Linked DNA regions of Mus musculus: all the other regions are linked to region 1. A link is a contact called in public Hi-C and promoter capture Hi-C data. All regions are on one chromosome and are shown on one strand. The core of a region is the stretch at or near the end of the contact, and the rest is flanking DNA. Distances in the headings are between cores, read along the strand shown.

What was found. Promoter capture Hi-C pulls out the DNA fragments that hold promoters and counts their contacts. A called contact is a pair of places that touch in the nucleus more often than the background predicts.
Region 2: a Hi-C map of ECoMG myeloid progenitors shows a contact between it and region 1, with 1.7 times the contacts expected there. The contact joins the enhancer-like site here to the promoter of Dgkg in region 1. A contact is called at or near these places in 7 of 39 promoter capture datasets (the C10 cell line, HPC-7-derived erythroid cells, the SN4741 cell line and 3 more), 10 of 484 Hi-C or Micro-C datasets (B cells, ECoMG myeloid progenitors, the HPC-5 cell line and 7 more), 2 of 115 datasets of contacts at active chromatin or transcription factors (the HPC-7 cell line and embryonic stem cells) and 4 of 9 other capture datasets (adipose tissue, embryonic stem cells, liver and 1 more).
Region 3: a promoter capture Hi-C map of stem cell-derived epiblast-like cells shows a contact between it and region 1, with 3 times the contacts expected there. The contact joins the enhancer-like site here to the promoter of Dgkg in region 1. A contact is called at or near these places in 6 of 39 promoter capture datasets (the C10 cell line, HPC-7-derived erythroid cells, cranial neural crest and 2 more), 7 of 484 Hi-C or Micro-C datasets (the AtT-20 cell line, B cells, the N1E-115 cell line and 4 more), 4 of 115 datasets of contacts at active chromatin or transcription factors (the HPC-7 cell line and embryonic stem cells) and 4 of 9 other capture datasets (adipose tissue, embryonic stem cells, liver and 1 more).

What each region holds. Positions count from the first base shown.
Region 1 is chr16:22,655,939-22,658,801 of GRCm38.p6, forward strand. Dgkg (diacylglycerol kinase, gamma) reads right to left here and starts at 1,293. Exons shown (of 25, transcript NM_138650.2): 1 at 1,011-1,293.
Region 2 is chr16:22,588,402-22,591,220 of GRCm38.p6, forward strand. Dgkg (diacylglycerol kinase, gamma) reads right to left here. Exons shown (of 25, transcript NM_138650.2): 6 at 1-68. It overlaps Gm41433 (a long non-coding RNA gene), which reads left to right. Exons shown (of 3, transcript XR_875952.3): 2 at 403-569; 3 at 1,235-1,753. Among named protein-coding and RNA genes, the nearest start is that of Gm41433, 5.4 kb to the left of the region's middle. Within about 2 kb of position 1,415, at least 5 of the 459 cell types and tissues checked have an H3K27ac peak or open chromatin away from gene starts, as enhancers often do. A contact at or near this core is called in ECoMG myeloid progenitors, where this site is marked.
Region 3 is chr16:22,571,461-22,574,404 of GRCm38.p6, forward strand. It overlaps Dgkg (diacylglycerol kinase, gamma), which reads right to left. Exons shown (of 25, transcript NM_138650.2): 12 at 1,140-1,256; 13 at 211-303. Among named protein-coding and RNA genes, the nearest start is that of Gm41433, 11 kb to the right of the region's middle. Within about 2 kb of position 1,346, at least 33 of the 459 cell types and tissues checked have an H3K27ac peak or open chromatin away from gene starts, as enhancers often do. A contact at or near this core is called in stem cell-derived epiblast-like cells, where this site is marked.

The DNA of each region.
Region 1 (2,863 bases), core at 43-2,542:
CCATCGTATGCTAATGAGGCACGGACAGATAATCTAGCAGCCGGGACAAGTGAGTCCGCAGGTCCACCCAGCACTCTTGAACGCCACTGTGGTTCAGTCACATGTCATCTGGCCCCTCAGCAGACCCTCCTGGTGCCCTCCTCCTCCCACCCCCGGCGACTGAGGGAGGGGTCTCTCCGCTACCTAGCTACCCAGAATTGCACAACGGGACTGCTTGCATATGGTGCTTTTCTTCCCTGTCCACAGCAGGGATGGAGGCAGAGCCCCTGAATCACCTGTAGGGCTTTTACGAGCTCCACAGCCCCCTCCTCAAATTCTAGTTCACTAGTTCTGAAGAAAGAGACATCAGGAGATATGTGTGCGGGGGTCTTGAGGAGTTCTCGTGTATGTCCCACGGCCTCACAGCCCCACAGGTAATTCTGGAGGTTCCCTTATAGAGATACCAACACAGACAGGTCTTGTGACCCAAAAGAAACAGGCCGATATTAGATTCCCACGACGCTACCCCTTTTATTTGCCAAGGTGTCTGTATTCTCTTCAGCTTCTCTCTAAACCCACCACCCTAGAGGCTTTGAACTTGGAGTGTCCCAAAGTCTCAGAACCCTGCGAGACTGTCAGAGGCTCTGGCGGCCAGACAGCAGAAAGACATTCTCTGCTCCCCGCAGCCCTCGGGTTCCCTGTGCCGCGCTCTGGATACCCTGGAGTCAACGTAAGAAAGGATGGCATTTGACCAGTTGCTTCAGCAAATTGCCCGAAGCAAGGCCGCTTGTCCTCTGCACACCTTCGCTTCTGCACCGACCACATAGGGAGGGGGCCCCACCCTGCCCAGTCCACTGGCGCATCCCCTCTGGCCAGGGTTTGTGGCAGGTGGCGCGGTCAAGATGAGCGCAGGGGCCTCGTCTGCAGTTCCTTTCCCTATCGCGGGACCCACTCTTGCTTTGCCCTGGCTCTCCAAGTTGCTGCCGGGTCCCCCCAAACTGGTGATCCCTGGTTCGCGGTCGCGGTCTTACCTCACCATGCAACACTTGGTTGCGCGCTTGCCGGGGGCGCTCCCTCCTAGCCGCTTATTCCCTTACTTGGGAGGAAAGAGGAACCGAGAGACAGAAGGGGACCGAAGCGGGCGCCCGGGCGATCTCCCGGTGCAGCCCTCTCTGGGGCGGAGACATCAGGCAGCCACCAGGGTTGGCGCCCCGGGGTCTTCCGCCTTCGCTGCTGGAAGGGAAGGCTGCCTCTGCTACCCGCTACGGCACTGCGGCTCTGCACCCTGTCCCTCGCAGCATCGCAAGTCCAGCTGCCACTCTCGCTGCGGAGCCCTGCCCCCCGGGCGCAGTGCCCGCCCCCGCCACACACCCGCGCGCGCAGACACACGCGCACCCCACAAACACACTGGTGCACACACATAAACACGTGCTGCGCGCACACTCGCACACCCACGGATGCGTTGGGTGGGAACCTCTGTACATGATCAGGGCACTCCTGGCTGGCAGGGCTTTGGTCAGAGTGCTGGTTGGTGGCTGTGAGAAACCAGCTGACATCAAGGTAGAGGACATTACTTGAAAAATACAATGTCCTCTGGCTGTTTACGTTCCTTAACCTAGAAACCTAGGGGTCTGAGCTGCCTAAATATTCCAACCAAAGCAAAGAAAAATATATTAACATAAAAATAAATCAACAAGTTCTCTGTTTTCTAGGAACTCGCTGTCTCTGATGTCCATTGTCATCGATCCCGTCCAGAAGGACATTTCTGACAATCTTGACCCAGTGGCAGCAGATTGGTGATTATTTCTCCTCTGCAGGCATACATGGTCGGGATCAATCTAGCTAAGCAGAAAGGGGCTCTGATGGATGGGTAAGGTCTCAGGACTAAAGATTATGATTTTTCTCCTTTGTCTTTGCATGACATTGGGTAGTCTTCCTACAGGACAAATAAAACACTTCTAAAACAAACAAAATATACATGCACAAGAAAAAAGAGAACTAGAAAAAAAAAAGGAAAAGTAGAAAATTAGAGAAAATGACGTGGGATTGAGGATAAGGCCCAAGAGGCTGCAGTGGCAGAGGCACGGGGACCTGTGGGACCTTTTCTTTCCATGACGCGGGTGTCTGCGTAGGGTGGCAGCAGCGGCGATGTTATTTCAACAGAATGACTTTTGTCAGTTTCACACCACATTTAGAGTCACCAGGAGTTTACTCTCATCTGTAAAATATGTGGAGTTCACCCGTTTCCACAGCCAAGAATTCTCTTCTGCCAGTGGGCAGTGGAGGTCCCTGTGTGGAACTGCAGCCAAGAAAAGCTTTTTTTTCGGAACGCAGAGGAGCAGGGGACTGTGTGTCTAGGCATCTGGGGAGGAAGCTGCAGACGTGACTGTTGAAAAGCACTGAAAGACCCAGTGGTTAACTCATCCCTGGCCACTAGCAGGGGGTGATGGAACCAAGACAGAACAGAAGTCCTGAGAGCTCTTACACTTCCTTCCGCATGATGATAAGGGCAAAGCCAATGGATGGATGGATGATACCCTGTGCTCACACTTCATCCACAATCCATTCTTTGATCCAGGGCCCCTGGGTAGCTTCTCAGAGCTGCCCTCAGCCAGGCTGACACACTTGGTGTGAGGGTGTTCTGTAACACGTGTGTGAGTTTGTCCTTCATCTTCTTGTTTCCATGTCAGGTACTGACTTACTCATTCCGAGAATATTTATTAAAGTTCCTGCTATCTTTTCAGGCACTTCGCACTGACTCCCGTCATGGACCTCACCTGGGAGAAAAGAGGAATGGAAAGACAGAAAGGGCTTAGAAATGTTAGTGTCTTGTCTTTTAAAAAGGCAGGCCCAAGCACAGGCTTACTGTACACATACTCACAGA
Region 2 (2,819 bases), core at 165-2,664, 67 kb before region 1:
TGGGTCTTCCCATGGGGCTGCAGCCTCTAGTTCTTTAGATGGTGCTTGTGTCTTAGTTGTTTTTGATTCTGAAAGACAAAAGGGGAACATCCAGGGACCTTCCATGCCAGTAACGATCATCCACCCTATGGCCCCATCCTCCTCCAGGTTGAGGTGAGAATGTTCTATGGGTGGCTTGGAGAATGGAATTAACAGACATTGTGTAATGTGGCCACAGAAATCCAGTCTGCAGTTATGTTCTAGGGATAGCTTCATTTTGATTCATTTAAGACTTTATTTCCTTGCAGAAAGTTTATTCATTTTTTTTTTTGGAATTTCCAGGAAAGATGGCAGTGAGTCCTGGCAATAACACAGTGAACGAAAAAATCATTTACCACACTGCTCTAAATGCTTAACTTGCAGACCCAATTCTGGATGGGCTTCCACCATATCCAAACCCTTTCTTAGTGGGGAACTTTGGAAGACTTGCGTGAGCACAGTGTCCTCAGTGGATGTATGTTGTTGGCATGAGCCAGCCATGTCAAAAGACCAATGTCTCGCACCCATGGAAGTGGCAAAGCCTTCCCCAGGTGAGGCTCAGGGGGAAGGCGAAGGCTTCCTCTGGTCCATGGATGAATGATGACGTGTGCAGGAAATGATCTCGGTAGCTCCTCCCACCATGTTAACTGCTTGAAGACTGCTCCTCTATAGAGACTGCTTCTATTGAGTTAGTGAAGCCCCTCTTGTTCAGCTGTATATAATAGTCCTGTCTCCTTTTTTTATCTGATTCAATGACCCCACCTCCCTGTTCAAGTGTATAGAATGATCACTCTGCTGAGCTTCCAGGCATGCCGTGGCTTCTCCATCACAGCCTAGACCCCTAATCAGCTTCTCTGCATCCCTGTGTCTGTCATTTCTTCATTTTCATTCCTTCACTGTCCCAGGTAGGTCAGTCTCTAGACCCATGCAAGGATGTGGTAGCTCATGATTTTCCACGAATATACCTTATGACAAATGAAGAGATTGACATCCAAGAGAAAAAGTCTACTGAGTTTTCATTTTCAGAAACTAGGAAACTTTAACTACCAAGAAAATACAGGAAGCCACTTGCTCTATGCTCCATGAGGAAAAGTTTCCCCCATACTCTGCCCCCTAGATCAGAAAATATAAAGTCCGTTGTCAGTAAGGACACTGGGGTTTTAACTTCACTATGTGAATTCTGTTCTCTGAGTACTTTGTTCTTTTCTTTCCTCAGCTTTGTTACTTTCATGTCTACCAGAAATCTCTTCTACCCAGTAAGATGTACGACACACAGGAAGCAACTGACCGTGGGATAAAGACAGTACTGCCCATGGGGCAAACCAACGTAGGTCCCATGAGGTCAACAGGCAGTAAGTGCTGATGACACAGACAAAGGTGGAGGAAGCCTCCCTCTGCAGCACTGCCTGCCGGGGAAGTCAGTATTACCACACACTCTTCAGAGAACCAAAGAGCCACATGCTGGAAGGGAGCCCTGGTCTCAAGACAACAGAGCTGAGAAAGAAGAAGGCCTACCGGTCCTGTAGGCTGTAAGAAAGGAGTCAGCTATTATTCATAACAACAGTGGAGGAGATGAGAGGTCTCTAACCTAAAGAGGGCCCAGGAAGAGACCAAGATGGAGCCTACAAAATACAGAAAGGAAGCTTCACCCGCAAGTCCCAGAGGACCAGGTGTTTGCAGGTCATTTTCTCCCTTTCTCCCTTCCTTTTTCTTTCTTTCTTTCTTTCTTTCTTTCTTTCTTTCTTTCTTTCTTTCTTTCTTTCTTTCTTTCTTTCTTTCTTTCCTTCCTTCCTTCCTTCCTTCCTTCCTTCTTTCTTTCTTTCTTTCTTTCTTTCTTTCTTTCTTTCTTTCTCTCAGTAAATTGTTTATTCTTCTTTTGGGAAATACCACTCAAGTCCTAGTTATCAGTACATTATCATACCTCTCTAATACTGGCTGATTTCTTTTTACATAATTTCAATTTATCTGAATTTGTTAACATTTAAAAACATATTTGAAGTAAATAGATTTTCATCACATTCTTCTTTCCCTTTTGTACCCCAACTCCTCCCAGAGACCCCCCTTCAATACCTGCCACACCTTTTGTTTTTTATCATATTCTTTAAAATTTATAAAATATTATAGCAATAAAAATGAGTATTTTAAAAGTTGCTTGATATAAAACAATCAATTGAACAGCCTTATGTAGATGCTTGTCTACAGCAATACTGAAAATACATATGTTTTTCTCAATATAAATTTTAGATAACTCCAAATATATTAACTGTATGATATTTTAAAATAGTATTTCACTATTAGTTTTTTTAATGAACATAAATAGATGAAGTATTTTTGTTTGTTTGTTTTGTTTTTAGTAGAGCTTAAAATCTTGGTTCATACTGTGATAAAAACCCAAAATAAGAACAATTTTTGGACATTTGAGTTCATTGTAATAAGGCTGTACTTCAATGTCCCTCACATCACCAAAGGATTTTAACTCTATAGTAGCTAAGCTAAGAGTTGACAGTTCTGCGCCAAGGAATGAATTGTAGGCACGATTTTTGAATACAGATTTCCTGCTATGGTCAAAGCTATTTGATTTGAGTGATTGTCATCATTCTCAGCCAACAGGGAACAGGTTACATTTGTTTAAGAAATGGTGTGAGTATTGAGATGGTCTATCCATGAAGTTATTCATCAACTGTTTCAATGAAGAAAGGTTCTGCTTGGAGGGTGGCACAGACGTTAGATGAAGGTAAGATTCTGTTTCCTTGGCTGTGATGACTTTGAAAAGCATTCATCTTAGAATAAGAGTAACTTAT
Region 3 (2,944 bases), core at 96-2,595, 84 kb before region 1:
GAAGGGATGCTCTGAACACCTGGAAGCAGCGGTCGGAAACTGCTGTGTCAGAGCTTTCTAGTTCAGTCTGACCGGCATAGCACTAACTTCTTTTAATCACTCACCAAAGCAAACACCCTGGGAATTGGTGGGGTAAAGTGGTAAATGTTGTCCGTCTCTGACCCCTGAACCTGGAAAAGCCAGAGCCCTGGTGGGGGCAGGACCACTTACTCCGGAGACGGGGCATATGGAGGTAGGCAGCAAAATGTGGTCTTTGAGTTCCCCACCGTCGCACACTGTCGATAATTCACATTTGCGGTGAAACTGGAGAGAAAAATGAAGGTGAGGATGAGCAGAAGTGACCAAGGAGACACCGGGTAGGAAGGCGGTGTGTCGAGATTTTTCTGGGGAAGCGAGCTGTCCCGTGCCCCTGCGTCTCGGAGCACTGCTGCCTTTGGCTTTGGCAGGTTTGTTGAGTATGTGTGAACATGTAGCATGTCTCCCAGGGGCACAGAAATGACATCTAGAGCTGTGCTTCGAATGTGGCACCCTGAGTGGTTCTATATCCCTGTCTCTGGATCTCTGGGTTAGAAATTCTGAAGGACAGCTACCTCTGAGAAACCCGTGGGAGGCTGGAGGAAACCAACAACAGAACCCCTGCATCGCGAGAGGCGCTTTGTCTGGCTTGGAGGAGCCTCCCCTTTAGGGCTGATACCTAGCCAGGGGTACACAGCCTGGAATTGGCTTTGGGAGGAAGTTTGGGCAGTTCTGAGGCACCTGTCACGTTGAGAATGGTTGTGAACTCTGGCACGAGCTTGGCAGTAGCAAGACCAGGCCCCTGGGCAAGGGAGAGTGCTGCTGAGAGGAAAGTGCCTTTGGGCCAAAGTCTAACTCTAAGGTTAGAGGGGGCTTTCTAGGATTTAATCCCTCTCCAGTAATTGAACGGTAGGAAGGCAGCAGGTTGGCTAACTTCTTTCTCGGGCAACTTGAGGAGTCATTGGCGGCTGAGAGGCTCGAATGGGTCCGGGGGGGTTCTGGGCTAGCCTCAGCCCTTCACTCTGCACTGCACTTGCCTCCGGAGGGATGTTCACTACCCCAGGCTACAGCTCGAACAAAACCCACACTGAAAAGAAGTAGGGCCTCCCTGGGCACCGACCCACCGTCATCCGGCACCACACGCAGTGCCGCGCGGTGACACTCTGGTAGCACTTGATACTTTTGTGGCACCGGTCACACTTGACGGAGGAGTTCCCTTCCACCCACGCATGCTGCATCACCTGTGGGAGGGAAGGGAAGGATACCAGGGAAGGCAGTGGAATCACGCCCCTGGGCCCAGGGCTACAAAGAAGTGGGCGGCGCGAGGAGCCCAGAGGGCCCTGTTTCCTCAGTGTGGAAGCTTATTGGATGCAGAGCTCCACCTGCCTGATCACCGCTAAGCTAAGCAAAACAGGTTAGACCGGTGGTTCCATTTTGCCTGTCCCAGCTCTCACCCCAGCAGGCAAGCATCTAAGCTGCAGCTCAACTGCATCCCTGTCTCGTAGAACTCGCTGTCGAGACTTGTCCTCTTGTGGGCCCCTTTCCGGGAGGCAGTGTGGTGCAGTGGAAGCCGGAGGGCTCCGCGGGAGTCACCGACTTTGCACGTCACAGCATGCTAACTTTTGGCCAGTTTCTGGACCTGTCTGAGTCTCTGGCCCCTCCTCTTTAGACAACAGCATGAGGCACCTCTGGGATACACTGAACTGCACATCTGGGAGGCTTCTGTGGTGCACTTCCATGGTTAACTTACTTCCTTTCCCTTTGCCTCCTCAGTGGGCTGTTGCAATCACCTGAGGACTCTAGAAATCTTAGTGCCCATCCCGCACTCTGAATGAAGGAATGTCGCCCCGGGTGCTGAGCTACCTGGCTGGGAAATGTCACCAGGGCAGGGCGGGATAGTGGTGGTGGTGGTGGTGGTGGTGGTGTTTGTATGCATAATGCTAACAAAATCATGAACCTCTGAGCCATTGCCTGGGAGCCTCCACACTCAGATCTCTCCTCCTGGAATCCCATAGAACTCAAAATTTCCCACCAAGGTGTCCTGAAGCACCGCAGGAAGATGTGGGAAAGAGGGGGCATATCTCAAAATGCTCAAGTTCAAATGTTATATTAGAAACACATGAAATATTTACATGATATAATCCATATTTGCATTAAACAAGAATAAGTGCTTTAAATTTCTTAGCAGCCAAATTGTGTGGCACTATTCACCCAGAATAACTTTACTAATTTATTGCTCCAAAACACACATCACACTTGATTTGTAGCTTCTCAAATTCAGCCGCATCAGTGAGGTAGACAAAGAAGTCACTTTGTGAACTTGAATTCTACATGGTTACACAGACTATGCCACTGAGATTATTGTTTCCATTTTGCAGAGGGACAAGTAGAGGCTTCAGAGAAGTGAATGACTGGCTCCGGGTTCCAACTGTGAGTAGCCACCCAGGGACCTACAGCCCGGTCTATGGACTCAGGGTTGGTTGCCCCAACACTGCGTTGCTTTCTTCAGCCTGTCTGGGGTCTGAAGAAATGGTGAGAGACTTGGGTTGCCCCTGCAGGCTCACAGGGTTGTGGATGTGCTCTACCGGGCCCCTCAGCCATGTCACCCTGCTCTCTGTGTCAGATAACGAGAGAGGGCTGAGCATAGGAGGCCCACTGTGTGCCCTGGTGGAAGCCAGGCATGGGCATGGAGCATGTGTATGGGGAGTGAGGCATGCAGTGGTTATGGGGCATGCATATGAGGAGTCCTGTGGCGAGCCTTCCTCCCAGGAGGTCTTCCACCTTCTAGCCATCTCTCAGTTCCCATTCCTCAGCTGCAGTGCAGATGAGCTGGCCCCCAGTTTTAAGGGCAATCTAGTTCTAGACTCAGCACGCAGCCCCACCTAGAGGCCAGGAGAGCTTTGGGTGCTCCCCCACCTCCTGCTGTCTC